Linked DNA regions of Sus scrofa: region 2 is linked to region 1. Evidence: chromatin contacts called from public HiChIP or PLAC-seq data. All regions are on one chromosome and are shown on one strand. Each heading gives the region's core, a stretch centred on a gene start, on an enhancer-like site or on the middle of the called end of the contact. The rest is flanking DNA. Distances are from core to core; before and after follow the strand shown. Region 1 holds the start of CTSV (cathepsin V). Region 2 holds the start of SLC35D2 (solute carrier family 35 member D2).

What was found. HiChIP or PLAC-seq counts read pairs in DNA pulled down with a chosen protein or histone mark.
Region 2: an H3K27ac HiChIP or PLAC-seq map of skeletal muscle shows a contact between it and region 1, with 4 times the contacts expected there. The contact joins the promoter of SLC35D2 here to the promoter of CTSV in region 1. A contact is called at or near these places in 1 of 47 Hi-C or Micro-C datasets (heart right ventricle) and 1 of 2 datasets of contacts at active chromatin or transcription factors (skeletal muscle).

Annotation. Positions count from the first base shown.
Region 1 is chr10:25,197,840-25,205,011 of Sscrofa11.1, forward strand. It overlaps CTSV (cathepsin V), which reads left to right and starts at 4,558. Exons shown (of 8, transcript NM_213892.1): 1 at 4,558-4,624; 2 at 5,793-5,929; 3 at 6,211-6,333; 4 at 6,437-6,583; 5 at 6,682-6,906. The coding sequence starts at 5,804.
Region 2 is chr10:25,734,133-25,741,304 of Sscrofa11.1, forward strand. It overlaps SLC35D2 (solute carrier family 35 member D2), which reads left to right and starts at 4,125. Exons shown (of 10, transcript NM_001244362.1): 1 at 4,125-4,304. The coding sequence starts at 4,153. It overlaps ZNF367 (zinc finger protein 367), which reads left to right. Exons shown (of 5, transcript XM_021064593.1): 5 at 1-941.

The DNA of each region.
Region 1 (7,172 bases), core at 3,308-5,807:
AGGTTCTCCCCTAGAACCTCTGGAGAGAGTACCACCCTACAAACCCTGGTTTTCAGCCCTGATGACACTGATTTTGAACATCTGACTTCCATAAGAAAATAAATCCGGAGTTCCTGTCAGATCCCGTCGTGGCGCAGTGGTTAACGAATCTGACTAGGAACCATGAGGTGGCAGGTTCGATCTCTGCCCTTTCTCAGTGGGTTAACAATCCAGCATTGCCGTGAGCTGTGGTGTAGGTTGCAGACGCGGCTAGGATCCTATGTTGCTGTGGCTCTGGCGTAGGCTGGCAGCTACAGCTCCGATTAGACCCCCTAGCCTGGGAACCTCCATATGCTGCGGGAGCAGCCCAAGAAATGGCAAAAAAAGACCAAAAAAAAAAAAAAAAAAGAAAGAAAAGAAAAGAAATCCTCAATGCTTTAAGTCATCAAGTTTGTGGGAGTTTGTTACAGCAGCCATGAGAAACTAATACATGTTATTTCATGAAAAGACTTTTTCAGATTTGAGGAAGAGCTCCTCTGGCATCCAAAGGAAATTTTGTGGATTATACCCTTATCCTTCAAAGTCAGCTCCTATGTTACCTACTGCACCAATATGCTTTGCCATATAAATATATCGAACTTACATAAATATACCAATCATGACTGTGCTCATATGGTGTAAAATCAAGATTACTCTAGTTAAGCCCTGAGTAAAAACTGGAAAGCTTCAGAAAATCTGCCAGTAAAATTACATGTAGAATGAGTCTAAGTAAATGCACAGACTACACCAGGAGCAGTCAATGAGCACAAAGCTAAGAGTTTAATTAATTCCTGTGGATTGATTTACTCACTTAACAAATTGGCTGACTGTTTAACCCTATAGGAAAAAGAAGATTACAGTAGCTTGGGAAAATAAGTTATTTCACAAGTGGTTTCACAGGAACACAGTGGAGGGGGTTGATACATTTAAACAGGAGCCCCATTGTCCTGTGGGGCTCCTGGACACAAAAGCCTTTCTGTGTCCCCCATTTCTTGTTTGTAGGAAATAAGCTTCATTCAGCCTTCCCTGAGTTCCAAAAGGGCAGATGCAAACAGCTGCTCATCAGGGAAGAGAGGGGATGAGGAGACAAGGGAGAAACAGACAAGAAACAATGATGCTGGGAGTTCCCATTTTGGTGCGGCAGGTTAAGAATCTGGCATTATCTCTGCAGCAGTGGGTTCAATCCCCAGCCTTGTGCAGTTGGACTAAAGATCCAGCATTGCCGAAGCTGTGGCATAAGTGGAGCTGCAGCTCAGATTACATCCCTGCCTGAGAAAAATCCATGCGGAAGGTGTGGCCAGAAAAAAAAGAAAGAAACATGGTGCAATCTTGGAGCAGGATCCTGGTTCCTCCTGAAGGGATACACATAACAATATCTTTGAGCTCTTCTGCAGAACTAAAACCCCCAATGAATGGAAGACATTAGCTATTTGATGAAGCTTTCTTCATTCCAGAGAGAAAGTCACAATTTGATAACCTCCAGAAACCACAGGAGCCCATCAGAAGACTACCCAAAGTCAGATGATCTCTAGATTGAAGGAAAGCAGGCCTGATCCTTACCAGCAACCCTGACCCTTGAACCTTGATGGTAAGAATCCTCAGAAATCTCCAGGTTATGTTTGTTTGTTTGTTTTGGCCATGCCCACAGCTTGTGAAAATTCCTGGGCCAGGGTTTGAACCCAGCATCAACAGTGACAATGCGGGATCCTTAACCTGTTGCACCACAAGGGAACTCTAAGGACACAGGGTTTTGAGGGCATTCGTCCACTGTGTCCCTCTTTGCCTGGCAAAGCAATAAAGCTCTTCTTTTCTACCCCACTCAAAACTCTGTCCTCCCAGATTCAATTCGGCGTCCATGCACAGAGGCCGAGTTTCCCCATCAGTATTGGAGGGAATTGTTACGCGGCTTCAGGGTCTTTTTTTTTTTTTTTTTTTTTTTGTCTTTTTAGGGCCATACCATATGGAGGTTCCCAGGCTAGGGGTCGAATTAGAGCTGTAGTCCCTGGCCTACACCACAGCCACAGCAACACAGGACCTGAGCCACGTCTGCTACCAACACAACACCACAGCTCATGGCAACACTGGATCCTTAACCCACTGAGCAAGGCTGGGGTCAAACCTGCATCCTCATCGATGCTAGTCAGATTCATTTCCGCTGATCTACGTCAGGAATTCCGATTCAGGGTCTTAAATACCATCCACGGGAGGTTTGTTCATTCCCTTATGGTTTAAAATTTCCAGAGATGGAATAAAGAATTTATGTTCTATTTCACTAGTGAGCAAAAGAAATGCTGACGGATGCACACAAAAATACACTTTCACAGATACCGCATCTTAGCATTTTAGTAGGAATCATTAAATTCTACCAACTGCATTTTATCAAAGGCTAAGGCTTGTCTACTTGGCTAAATTGTGCCTATTTCAATAACTAGCATTTATCTAACTCACTCTGCAGAGAAATGGGAGTAGAAGAAGCAAAGGAACCCAATAGTTGGTAATAACAAATCTCTGTAATGCATTATCTAACAGGTAGATAATAATCCACTCCCTTAGTTAAATGGCTTTCTCCTGAATTTAGACATCATTTGATTTAATTTTAGGTTCTGAGCACATTTGTTATAAAAAGAGCCTACTTTTCCCTCCGTTGCATTTGTATCACATTCTAAGAAACGAAGGGGCTCCCGCTCTTCAAAGTAGCACCAGCCACACAGTTTCCTGTCAGACTATTGCTCAAGTTACAGACATTCATGAAATAACAGGTTTTTCCACCACCTGCAATCTTCAGGAGGTGTGACCCAGGGCAAGTGTAAAACCCACGTGCTAGAGTAACTTGGATTTTTTGTGATAAACTGAGTAAACAAACGGACAATGGCTAGACTTTGTATGACAATAGAACCCTGACCTACAAAAGGCATCTCTGCAGCAACCAACTCAAAACAGGACTTCCTGAATGGCTACAAACTTCTTATTTCTGCTTCCATTTGCAGGACAAACCAGAGAAATCCAAATATTCTCCCCAAACCAATCACACAAGATGTTCCATTTCTAGTTAACCCTCCTCCAGCTCCCTCATAACAGTTTCAAATCAGGGCTTATGGAAAAGTCAGTTTTTTCCTTATAAAGCTTTTCTTCACCCTCCTCATAGCAAGTTGTTCCCACGTGGTTGGTCTTCCTTTACTTCCAAGTGTGACAGCCAATGACTAATCCTAAAAAAAAGAAGAAAAAAAAAATCTCCAGCCATATGCAATACAATGTATTTTTGTAACCACATGAGAATTTCATGCTCCTAGTTGTGTTTGAGAGGAAAGAGATTCTACTTCAAAGGGGATAAAATATGAATTTTAATAAGTTGATTTTTACAAAGACTATTCATGTGTGCCTCTACAAAAGTTATCAACTTAATTTTAACTAAGAGTTTACAGATCGACATGCACTGTGATTCTATTTTTTGTTATATAAATATCCCTAGAACAGAGTTAATGGGGGAGGGGAAGTGAGTGTTTATTTTCTAAAACATATTTTCTATAACGAATGTTTCTTACATAACTTTAAAAAGTAAAGTTCCTGATTAAACTCCTTAAATCTTTAGCTCTAGTTTTTCCTCCATCTAAAAGATGTCTTCAAGCCAGTTAAATCTAAACCCTGACATTAAATGTGACTAAACTACTTTAAAAAAAAAAAAAATGTACCTTTCCTGTATCTCAAGAGAAGCACTTTGGATACTAAGGAAGACTTAATGATCCAAAATACAGAGGGAAGAAATGCGGTTTATGCCCTTTCTCAAACACTCGTCTCCCCTTTTTATTAAGCCAAATTTTCCTGGAAATAACTCGTTTTTGTTGGTTTTGAGAAAGGACTGAAAGGCGAGAAGAATCCCCCACTGGGGAGGACAGGAACAGGGCATTGCAAAATGCCACGACTTCCCTGCGAAGGTCCCCTTTCCCTCCTCCTGGGATTTGGGCCACGATCAACGCGTTCTTGTGTTTTAAAACACTGTAATTCCGCTTGGATTCTCCTCAATCCCGCGGGCTCAGCACCCCTCCGCCCCGCCCCACCTGTGCTGTGAAGCGGCAATCCCTAGACTAGACAGTTCTCAGCCCCGCCGCAGATTTTCACCCCAAACTGTAAGACTAAAGGAAGCGCAGGGTTACGCTCAAAGTCCACTTGGGGGTTCCTCTTAAGCGTCTTTTCGTGAACGAGCGCCAAATTCGAGGTAATTAGTTGATCTGGATCCCTAGGGAGGCGCTGGACATCCCCCCCGCCCCCCCCCACACACACACACCCCCACCGACTCCTCAGCGCTGCCCAGAGGCCCCCAGCTCTACTCTTCGGTTCAGGACAAAAGGCACGCAGCCAGGCCTCCCCTGGAACAGGTTGGGACACGGCGGCGTCACGCGCCGGGAGTACTCACTCCCGGAGGCCCCGCCTACTTGCCAGATCAGCCAATCGCGGCGCAGGCAGGCGGTGGGGGCGGGGCCGGGCGGGCCGCAACCCCGGGTCTTAAAGGCTGAGTCAGGCGCGACCCGGCCAGAACCTCGAGCCACCGCCAACTTAGGAGAGATACGTACGTCCGTGGAGTGCGCCTGCGTAGCGGTGGAAGCCGCAGGTCAGCGACCCAGTTCGGGGCCGAGGCGGGTACAGAACCGGGACTGGAGGAGGGGCTATCCAGGGATTCCGGAGAGGGGGCAGGCGCGACTCCCGGGAACGCCATCGTCTGCCCGCCTCAAGTTGATGAGGCTGGGTCGGCGCTGCCTCGAGCTTTGGCAGCCTTGGGGTGGGGAAGGGGGAAGGGCGATTTGGGGAAATCCAGGGCGGAGCTGAGACCACCCGAGGGTCCCTAGGCCGGTCAGCCTCGGGGAGGAGATGGGCGCAAGTCTGTGTTGGTCGCGGCAGTCTGTCCCCCCCGCCCCCCCGAATGCTGGGCTGTAGGGCCCGTCGCTCCCTGTATGAGTAAACATTTTCTGGAAGTGGCGGGCGTGTGCGGAGGGCTGGGAGCAGGGCGGCACGCCTCTGGCCTGGCCCCTCCTGTAGCAGGCTTGCGGGCTCAGCCGGGTTCTCTGAGCCCCGGGTGAGTCTGGCCCTGTTCCGACGGGCCATACTGGGTGCTCTGAGTTCCGTCTGCCACAGGATCGCTGGGTTTGGGGGCGAGGGAGGGGGTGGGGGCTACATACGACAAGGATAGGCACGGTGGAGCGCTGGGCACATTCTCTGCCCGCATTCTCCTGGGAAGGGAGGAGACTGGGAAGGCCTTCCAAAAAAGGTTTCAAATAAAATAGAGCAGATTCAATGGCATATCTCACCCCTGCCTTACGTGAGTTCGGAGGAAACTCTTGGGGACCAGGCCCCTACTTAGGATCAGGCATCCTAATAAATAAAATTCCTGGGTCACCTTGGTACCTTCAGTAAATAACATGGATCAATGATTTCTTAGTTTTTACCTTAAAATTCCGACCCATAAGGTACACCAGAAACCCTTATCAAAACCTAAAAATTATCGTTGTACTCATAGTGAAGTCTCTTTCAGTTCCTATAGCATTTGTTAGCCAATTTTTCCTTTTGATGGCAGAATTAAATACCTATACTTTGTAAGTCTTGGACCTGGTTATTCTCCCCTGATATCCTTAGCCTTCTTCCACAGACCTTCCATAAATATTTGAGAAGATCATTTAAATGTTTTACTCCAACATAGTGGCTCTATAATATCTCAAGAGAAAGTAGGACAGCTTTTTTAAAGGATTGATCTCATCAAATACTAATTTCTTTTCCTTCCCTAGGTTTTTGAAACATGAAACCTTCACTCTTCCTGACCGCCCTTTGCTTGGGAATAGCCTCAGCTGCTCCAAAACTTGATCAAAATTTAGATGCAGACTGGTACAAGTGGAAGGCAACACACGGGAGACTCTATGGCATGGTTGGTAACATGTAAAAGGGAGCCCACCGAGAATAGTTCATGCTTTTGGAGTTTGTAGCCAGAGAGTATTTCTGGAGGTTAGCTTTTTCCAAAGCCGTAACTTAATGGCACCTATTTCTGAACACAGCATGGGCGTATTTCCCTATGTCAGAGCTTGGAGAACAGCTTCCAGAAGTATAAATACATCCCTGATGATAGTTTTCCTTCTTCTCTGTCTACAAATCCACTTGGTGAGCATGGGTTGAATTTGAAGTAGAAGTAAAAATGATCATTGCCTCTAGAATGAAGAAGGATGGCGGAGAGCCGTATGGGAGAAGAATATGAAAATGATTGAACTGCACAATCAGGAATACAGCCAAGGGAAACATGGCTTCAGCATGGCCATGAATGCCTTTGGTGACATGGTGAGTATGGCCTGAGTTGCTGAACTTTGTGTGCTTCCTCTGCTCTGTACTTTAGCACAATAACCTCTTGCTTTTTCAACCTTTTATTTACTTGTCCTTAAAGACCAATGAAGAATTCAGGCAGGTGATGAATGGCTTTCAAAACCAGAAGCACAAGAAGGGGAAAGTGTTCCACGAATCTCTGGTTCTTGAGGTCCCCAAATCGGTAGATTGGAGAGAAAAAGGCTATGTCACTGCCGTGAAGAATCAGGTATGACAGTAAGCAGATCTTCATAAGAGTGTTTAGATGTATGGGCTCTTGTTAGTCTTTGTATTTGTCTTGTAAACTGATGGCTTTTTTATTTTCAGGGTCAGTGTGGTTCTTGTTGGGCTTTTAGTGCCACCGGCGCCCTTGAAGGACAGATGTTCCGGAAAACCGGCAAGCTTGTTTCACTGAGTGAGCAGAACCTGGTGGACTGTTCTCGGCCTCAAGGCAATCAGGGCTGCAATGGTGGCCTAATGGATAATGCCTTCCAGTACGTGAAGGACAATGGAGGCCTGGACACAGAGGAATCCTATCCGTACCTTGGAAGGGTAAATGGAGCTCCTTCTCTTGCCATTACAGCTCTGCTTTTGAACATTTTCAGAGATAACAGACACCATACTCAATGTTCGCATTTTAGATGCAAACTGTCAGAACTGTCATAAATTATCAGCTATTGCACAGTTCTCTGATTAGATGATTAGCATAGCTTGTCTCTACATAACATGGAGAATACATACACCATTCTGCATATAACATGAATTTTTCTAAAGTGAGGAATTTCTTTCTTTCTTTCTTTTTGTCTTTTGTCTTTTTG
Region 2 (7,172 bases), core at 2,875-5,374, 540 kb after region 1:
TTTTTTCTTTTTTTTGGAATTGAAGTGGTAGCCTACAGATGTAGTTTAAACGTTATCTAAAATGTAGGCTTCTTTATCCAAATATCCCAATGTCTAGCAGTACACAGATAGTTTAAAAATATGTAGCCATGGGGGATGGGAGGTATATAAATTCTTGAAATGGAACTAAAGTGTGAAAGATGATAGTGACAAATAATGTGTATGATGAGGACATACTTTAAAAATGTAATTCCTCTGTACAGTAAATTACAAATCTTGAGGTTTTTTTTTTTTTTTTTTGTAATAAGAGAATTTATATTTGTAATGGTCTTAAGAATTTTGTCTGTAATCTGGTATATAGAATTTTAACATGGAGCACTTATGAGAAGCAGAGTAAGAGACTATAGCATCTGGATTTTCTTGGTTTCAGTTTCAACATTTTTCTTTAAAATTTTTCCTCTCAAATATGACTTAAATGAATTATAAAAAAGCTTCCTCAGTCTTGGGAAATTTAAAATTTGATGAACTTACCTAGAGGACAGTTAAGAATTTTAAAAATAAAAATACTTGTCTATTCACAGAAAATAAAATTTAAGGACTTCAAAAGTAAGAGTGTTTGTTTCTCCGGTCAGCTTTTGTCAACTATAATAGTTCTGTTCACAAACATTTTGTAATTTGTCACATTGGAAGTTTAAGAAATTATTGCAACTATTTGCTATGGAAATATTTAAAATGTTCTTTTTTTTGATATAAGCTATGTACTTGGACAAAAATACATTGGCATCTAAAATTTGGGGTGTGTTAAGACTTTTTTGTTTTAAAAATGTGGTTTACATTCAAATTTTTGAAGTGTTTATGCTTCATATGGCTAAGTTGTAGTTTGGCAGAGTTAACAGCATAAGAATAAACATGCTGTAAGTTTAAAAAATGCTTTGAATAAAAGTTTATTTTAATTTACAGTTTAAAGTACACATTCATTCTTAAACTCTTTCTAATTTATTTTCCTTTTATTTTTTTAATTTAATTTTTTTTTTTTTTTTGGTCTTTTTGCTATTTCTTGGGCCACTCCCGCAGCATATGGAGGTTCCCAGGCTAGGGGTCGAATCGGAGCTGTAGCCACTGGCCTACACCAGAGCCACAGCAACGTGGGATCTGATTTCTCTAATAATTAGTGATGTTGGGCATTTTTTCATGTGCCTGTTGGCCATCTGTATGTCTTTTTTAGAGAAATGTCTATTCAGTTCTTCTCCCCATTTCTCAATTGGGTTGTTGGGTTTTTTGGCTGTTGAGTTGTATAAGCTGTTTGTATATTTTGGAGGTTAAGCCCTTGTCAGTTGCATTGTTTGCAACTATTTTCTCCCATTCTGTAGGTTGTCTTTCTTTTTTTTTTTTAAATGGTTTCCTTTGCTGTGTAAAAGCTTGTAAGTCTGATTAGCTCCCACTGGTTTATTTTTGGTTTTATGTCTATTGCCTTGGGCGACTCACCTAAGAAAACATTTGTATGGGTGATGTCTGAAAATGTTTTGCCTATATTTCTCTTCTAGGAGTTTAATGGTGTATTTTGGTGCATTTTATATTTCATTCCAGTCTCATCCCAGGCATCTTTAGTTGAAATCATGGTGCGAATTCCTTTTCCTTATTTTAAAATCAGGGCCTTTTTTTGTTTTTCTTTTTACGGCCACACCTGCAGGATATGGAAGTTCCCATGTTGAATCAGAGCTTCAGCTGACACCTATGCCACAACCACGGCAAGCAACATAGGATCCAAGCTGCATCTGCAAACTATACCTTTGCTTGCAGCAATGCTGGAGTGAGGCCAGGGACTGAACCCACATCCTCGCAGAGACTATACTGGGTCCTTAACTCGCTGAGTCACAACAGGAACTCCAAATTATGACCTTGTAGACTCTAGTTATTCCTTTAACTTCTTCATCTGTTTCATTATTACAGTATTAAAAATGCTGGTGTTGATAAGGATTAAACTATTGCCAGCCCTAACTTGGATTTCATTTCACTTAGATTCAAGACGTGTTGAATCTGAGGTCACCTCCAGAGGATCCAGTCAGGGCCTGTTTACTTTTCTGAGTCAAGTAACTTGGTTTAATATTTTCATTAGCTATTTTTGGTAGATCGTTAGTTGTCCACACAGTGGCAAAGTTCAGCCCTTCCAGGCTTTGTGCAGAAGACTTCCACAAGCAACTCTTTAGTGTGAGTTGTGGTTTAAACAGTAAGGATGAGATTTTGACAGTGACTTAAGTTCCTAGAAGTATGTACACAGAAGCAAATTAAATACAAATATGATTAAGCCTATTGTTAAAAGTGATTTTAAAATACTGTCTTGCAGCCAAAACTTATTTGGAGGCTAACTGGAAACTTAGTTGATTCTTTTTGAGGAAATTTAGATTTTGGGTTTAACTTGAATATGAATTCATTTTCTATTTTAAATCAGTCTTATATGTATTTATTTGATTCCTGTTTTTGCGTTTTGTAGATTCTTCCTTTCTGGCTTTTTTACTGCTAGTTTTTTTTTGTCAAAAGTTGTGCTTTCGTTCTTTTCAGTACTGAAAATGTTCTTGGTTGTTCAGTGCCTCCAATAGAAAACCATTGCATGGCTTCAATATGGTTAGGCTCAAATATATATTTAACTTGACATCTTTAGCTTTTCTAAAAAGCTAGAATTTCAGATTTTTAAAATTATTTAGGGAGTTCCTGTCATGGCATAGCAGAAACAAATCCGACTAGGAACCATGGGGTTGCGGGTTCAATCCCTGGCCTTGCTCAGTGGGTTAAGGATCCGGCATTGCCATGAGCAGTGGTGTAGGTCGCAGCCACTGCTCAGATCTGGTGTTGCTGTGGGTCAGCAGCTACAGCTCTGATTAGACCCTTAGCCTGGGAACCTGCATATGCCACGGGAGCGGCCCTAAAAGGATAAAAGACAAAAAAAAAAAAAATTAGAATGAAAATATGGGACAGTTAATTGAAAAAATTCTAGAGCAAGTAGATGCTGGTCAGAGTTAACACAAACAACAAACCTATCCTTAGATGTACCCATGTAGAAAAGAAATGGGCCCTCAGGGGGAGAACCTGCCATAAAGCACCCAGAGGCAAGAAACCTGGAGACTTTGCACCCATATCATCCCTAGGCATTTCGCAAAGATAAATGAAAGTATACATTCACACAAAAACTTGTACATGAATATTCATGGACCATCTTTGTTTTTTGGCAGTTCCTAACCTGGAAACAACCAATGCCCATCACATAATCACTGAGGAATGGATACACAAGTCGTGGTACTACTCAACAATGAAAAGACTCAAACCTGGCTGAGTCACTAAAATAATAAACTGAGCCAAAAAAGCCTTGAAAGACTACATGCTCGTTTCCATGAAATTTCTGAACAGGCAAATTTAGTCTATGGTAACAGAAATCAGAATGAATTGAGGGGATCGATCGCCCTCAGTAGGACACAGTGCACTGGGGGAATGGAAGTGTTCTACGGTTTGGTTTTGTTTTTTTTTTTTTTGTATTTTGGGGGCCTCACCCAGGGCATATGGACGTTCCCAGGCTAGGGGTTGAATCGGAGCTGTATTTGCCAGCCTACACCACAGCCACAGCAACTGCCGGCACCTTAACCCACTGGGCGAGGCCAAGGATGAAACCCACATCCTCATGGTTGCTAGTCGGGGTTCGATAACCACGTAGGGAACTCAGATCTTTTTTGTTCTATGTTTTGACTTGGGTGGTTACATGGGTTACGCATTTGTCAAAACATCAAACTGTGGACTCGATTGCATTTCACTGTATGTACATTATACATTTAAAATTGTCAAAAAAAAAAAAAAAGACAAAAAAAAGTCTTAATATTTCTCGCCAAGAGAGCAAAACGGTCTTTAACATTTCTCCCCAGTCTTTGGAGGAAGATGGGGTTTTTAAACTCTGCCAAACCCGTTTCTGTGCTCCTTTCAGACAAGCCATCAGAAAGTGGTGTTTTTGAGCCCGAACTCCAGCCAAACCCGCTCTTCTCCCTCCAGTAGCTTCGGGGCGACCGATGGGGCCGCGCTGGCGTGTGGGGTTCCCGCCGCAGCCCTTCCTGTTTCGGCCGCGGGCCGGGGGTGGGGACGGAACTTGGGCGGGGCGTCCCCAAGTGCGGTGGAGGCTGGCGGCCGCTGGACATGACGGCCGGCGGCCAGGCGGAGGGCTCGGGCGCTGATCCCGGCTCCGTGGGGCTGCCTTCCCGGGCGGCCAAGCTGCTGTCCGCGCTCTTCTATGGGACCTGCTCCTTCCTCCTCGTGCTGGTCAACAAGGCGCTGCTGACCACCTACCGGTGAGGCGGGCGCCAGAGATCCGGGCGGGGTCCGCGGGGGTGCCCGGCTGCTCGGCGGCGACCCACCCCGGGGACCTTCCCGATCCGATGCCGCCCTGTCCCCGCAGGGCCTGGCAGGACACCCCGAGGTCCCCGAGCGGGGGAGTGCAGCCGGGCTGCCCCTGCCCTTGGTGCACTTGGGCCGCCCCCTGCGCAACCGACGGGCGGGGACAGCGAGCCGGGAGTGTCTCTGCTGACTCCTGCGCCGGCGTGGGTGGCTTTGTGCTTGGCACCTGGGCCATGTTTGCACCGGCCGGAACCTTCGCAGCGTTGCATAAACCGAACCACAGTCTAGCAAAGTCATTCCGCTGTCAGTGAGCGCGGACACAGGACCGCTTACTCCTGCAGGACCTTGCGCAGCGGCGCTTGTAGAGTTTTCACGAGCACCAGTGAGCTGAAACAAGTGATCTGAATGTGTTCTGTAAATGTGAACTATTCTTTGTACACATCGAGGTGTTCAACAATCAGAAGGGGCCCGGGTGGATAAGTTTATTTGCATTTGATCATTCAAAACGGGGGAAAACCAAAGTTCATATTTTAGACTTTTTTGATGAGTGTGCAGTAAACCAGGAAACTTGTGGTTCGTTGAACCTGTATGTAAAGACTAGAATATCCTGTTTAGTTATGCTTTCATTGTATCGGCATTGAAAGCCCTGTGGTTTTAGATCCAGCTCCCGCATTTAATAGCTATGCCTCTTGCGCCAGTCTCAGAGTCAGCGGTTTTTTTTTCAGATGTGAAAGTTGGATAATTACGATTATGTTAGTTACCTTCCAGAGCTCTGGCGTGAGCTATCATTAAGTGAGGGCTCTCTTTGTAAATGGTACTGTTGCTATAAGAATGTAAAATTAAAGTTTTATAAAGAACCCAAAGAGCCCTCAGAGAGTATCTTTGGCCTTCTTATTTTGTTTATGCTTGCAAAAGCTTCTATCCTGGAGTTCCTGTCGTGGCTCAGCAGAAAGGAATCTGACTAGCATCCATGAAGATGCAGGTTCGATCCCTGGCCTTGATCAGTGGGTTAAGGATCCGGCATTTCCATGAGCTGTGGTGTAGGTTGCAGATGTGCTCAGATCTGGCATTGCTGTGGCTATGGGTGTAGGCCAGTGGCTACAGCTCCAATTTAACTGCTAGCCTGGAAACCTTCATGTGCCACGGATGTGGCCCTAAAAAAAAAAAAAAAAAAAAAAAAAAAAAAAAAAAAAAAAAAGCTGAGACCCACAGGAGCTTGGCTGGTTCCACCTCTAAACCTCTAACGGACATTTACTGAGCACCTGTTATGTGCCATGCTCATCACTGGTACCACGGAGGCAGCTGTGAAAACACGAAGCTCCCGTTCTGGAGATTCCACATCCCTGGTGGACTCAAAAAATAAACCAGTAGGCTCATGAATAAGGCGGGTGGTTTCAGGTGGAGTGGTTGGTGCTAGAGCGTTCCAGACAGAATGCTGGAGAGGGCATGAGCTTGACATGCTGGAAGATCAGAGAGAGGGTCCCTGGCTGGAACCGAATGAACATGTGGGAGAGGGTAGGAGAGACAACAAGAAGATAGGCAGGAAAGGCAGAATCAGAGCCTTCCTTCAGTTAATAATATTGTATTAAGCCCTTGTTATGTGCCAGCACTGGGCAGATCCAAACCCCAAATGTCAGAGAGCATATATCCATCTTCCCAGAGCTTACATGGAGATTTTGAGTGAATCAGTAAATAAACTGGTAGAATTTATGTAACATCAGATGCAGCCATGTGTTCAGGAGACAAAAATAAGGAAAGGGAATTAGGGACTGTGAGCATGGGAAAGTATTGCCGTCTCAGTGTGATTGGTGAGGCTTCATTAAAGGAGGCGACATGTGAGCCAAGACTTGAGGAAGATAAGGGAGGAACATTCCAGGCATGGAGGAGTGAGGCGTACAGGTGGCACTGGTACTAGATAGGGTTCCAGAGTCATGGATTTCTAGATTGTGGAGAACCTCTGTGGCCATTGAAAAAGCTCTGAGGGAGATGAGAGCCAATGGAAAGTGTCCAGCAGAGGCGTGTGATCAAACTCACTCCCACCTGCTCTGTTGACAGCAGATATTGGGGGATCAGGGTGGAGGGAGGGAGACCACGATGGTATTTATTTATTTATTTATTTATTTATTTTTATTTATTTAGCTTTTTAGGGATGCACCCGTGGCACATGGAGGTTTGCAGGCTAGGGATTGAATTGGAGCTACAGCTGCCAGCCTACACCAGAGCCACAGCAACACGGGATCCGAGTTGCATTTGCAACCTACACCACAGCTCATGGCAATGCCGATCCTTATCCCACTGAGTGAGGCCAGGGATCGAACACACAACCTCATGGTTGCGAGTTGGATTCGTTTCCGCTGTGCCACAATGGGAACTCCAGATAGTTTTAATTTTAGTTTGCATGCAATTAGAAATCCCTTGGAAGGTTTCAGCATGGGTAGTGACATGACATCATTTGTATGATTAACAGGATTTTTTTGGCTCATGGGTGGGTGGAGAACTGATGGTACTGGAAGCAAGAAGAGGAGCTAGGAATTGATTGCGGTATTCTAGATAATTCTGAGTGATGGCTTGGACTGGGGTGGAGGGTAGCAGGGGCTATGGAGGGAAGCGATGGATTTGGGATATTTTCTGGTGATCCTATGGCTCTTGATAATCTTCACAAGGTCTCCTAGTGTGTTGCAGCATGCTTTCCAGTGTCCATGTGAAACACACACCTGCCTCAAAGAAACTGGAGTGAACACATACTCAAACCTGGCTCATTTAGTATATAAGGCAGGCAAATGAAAGAAAAAGAAAACAGGAGTTCCCACTGTGGCGCAGTA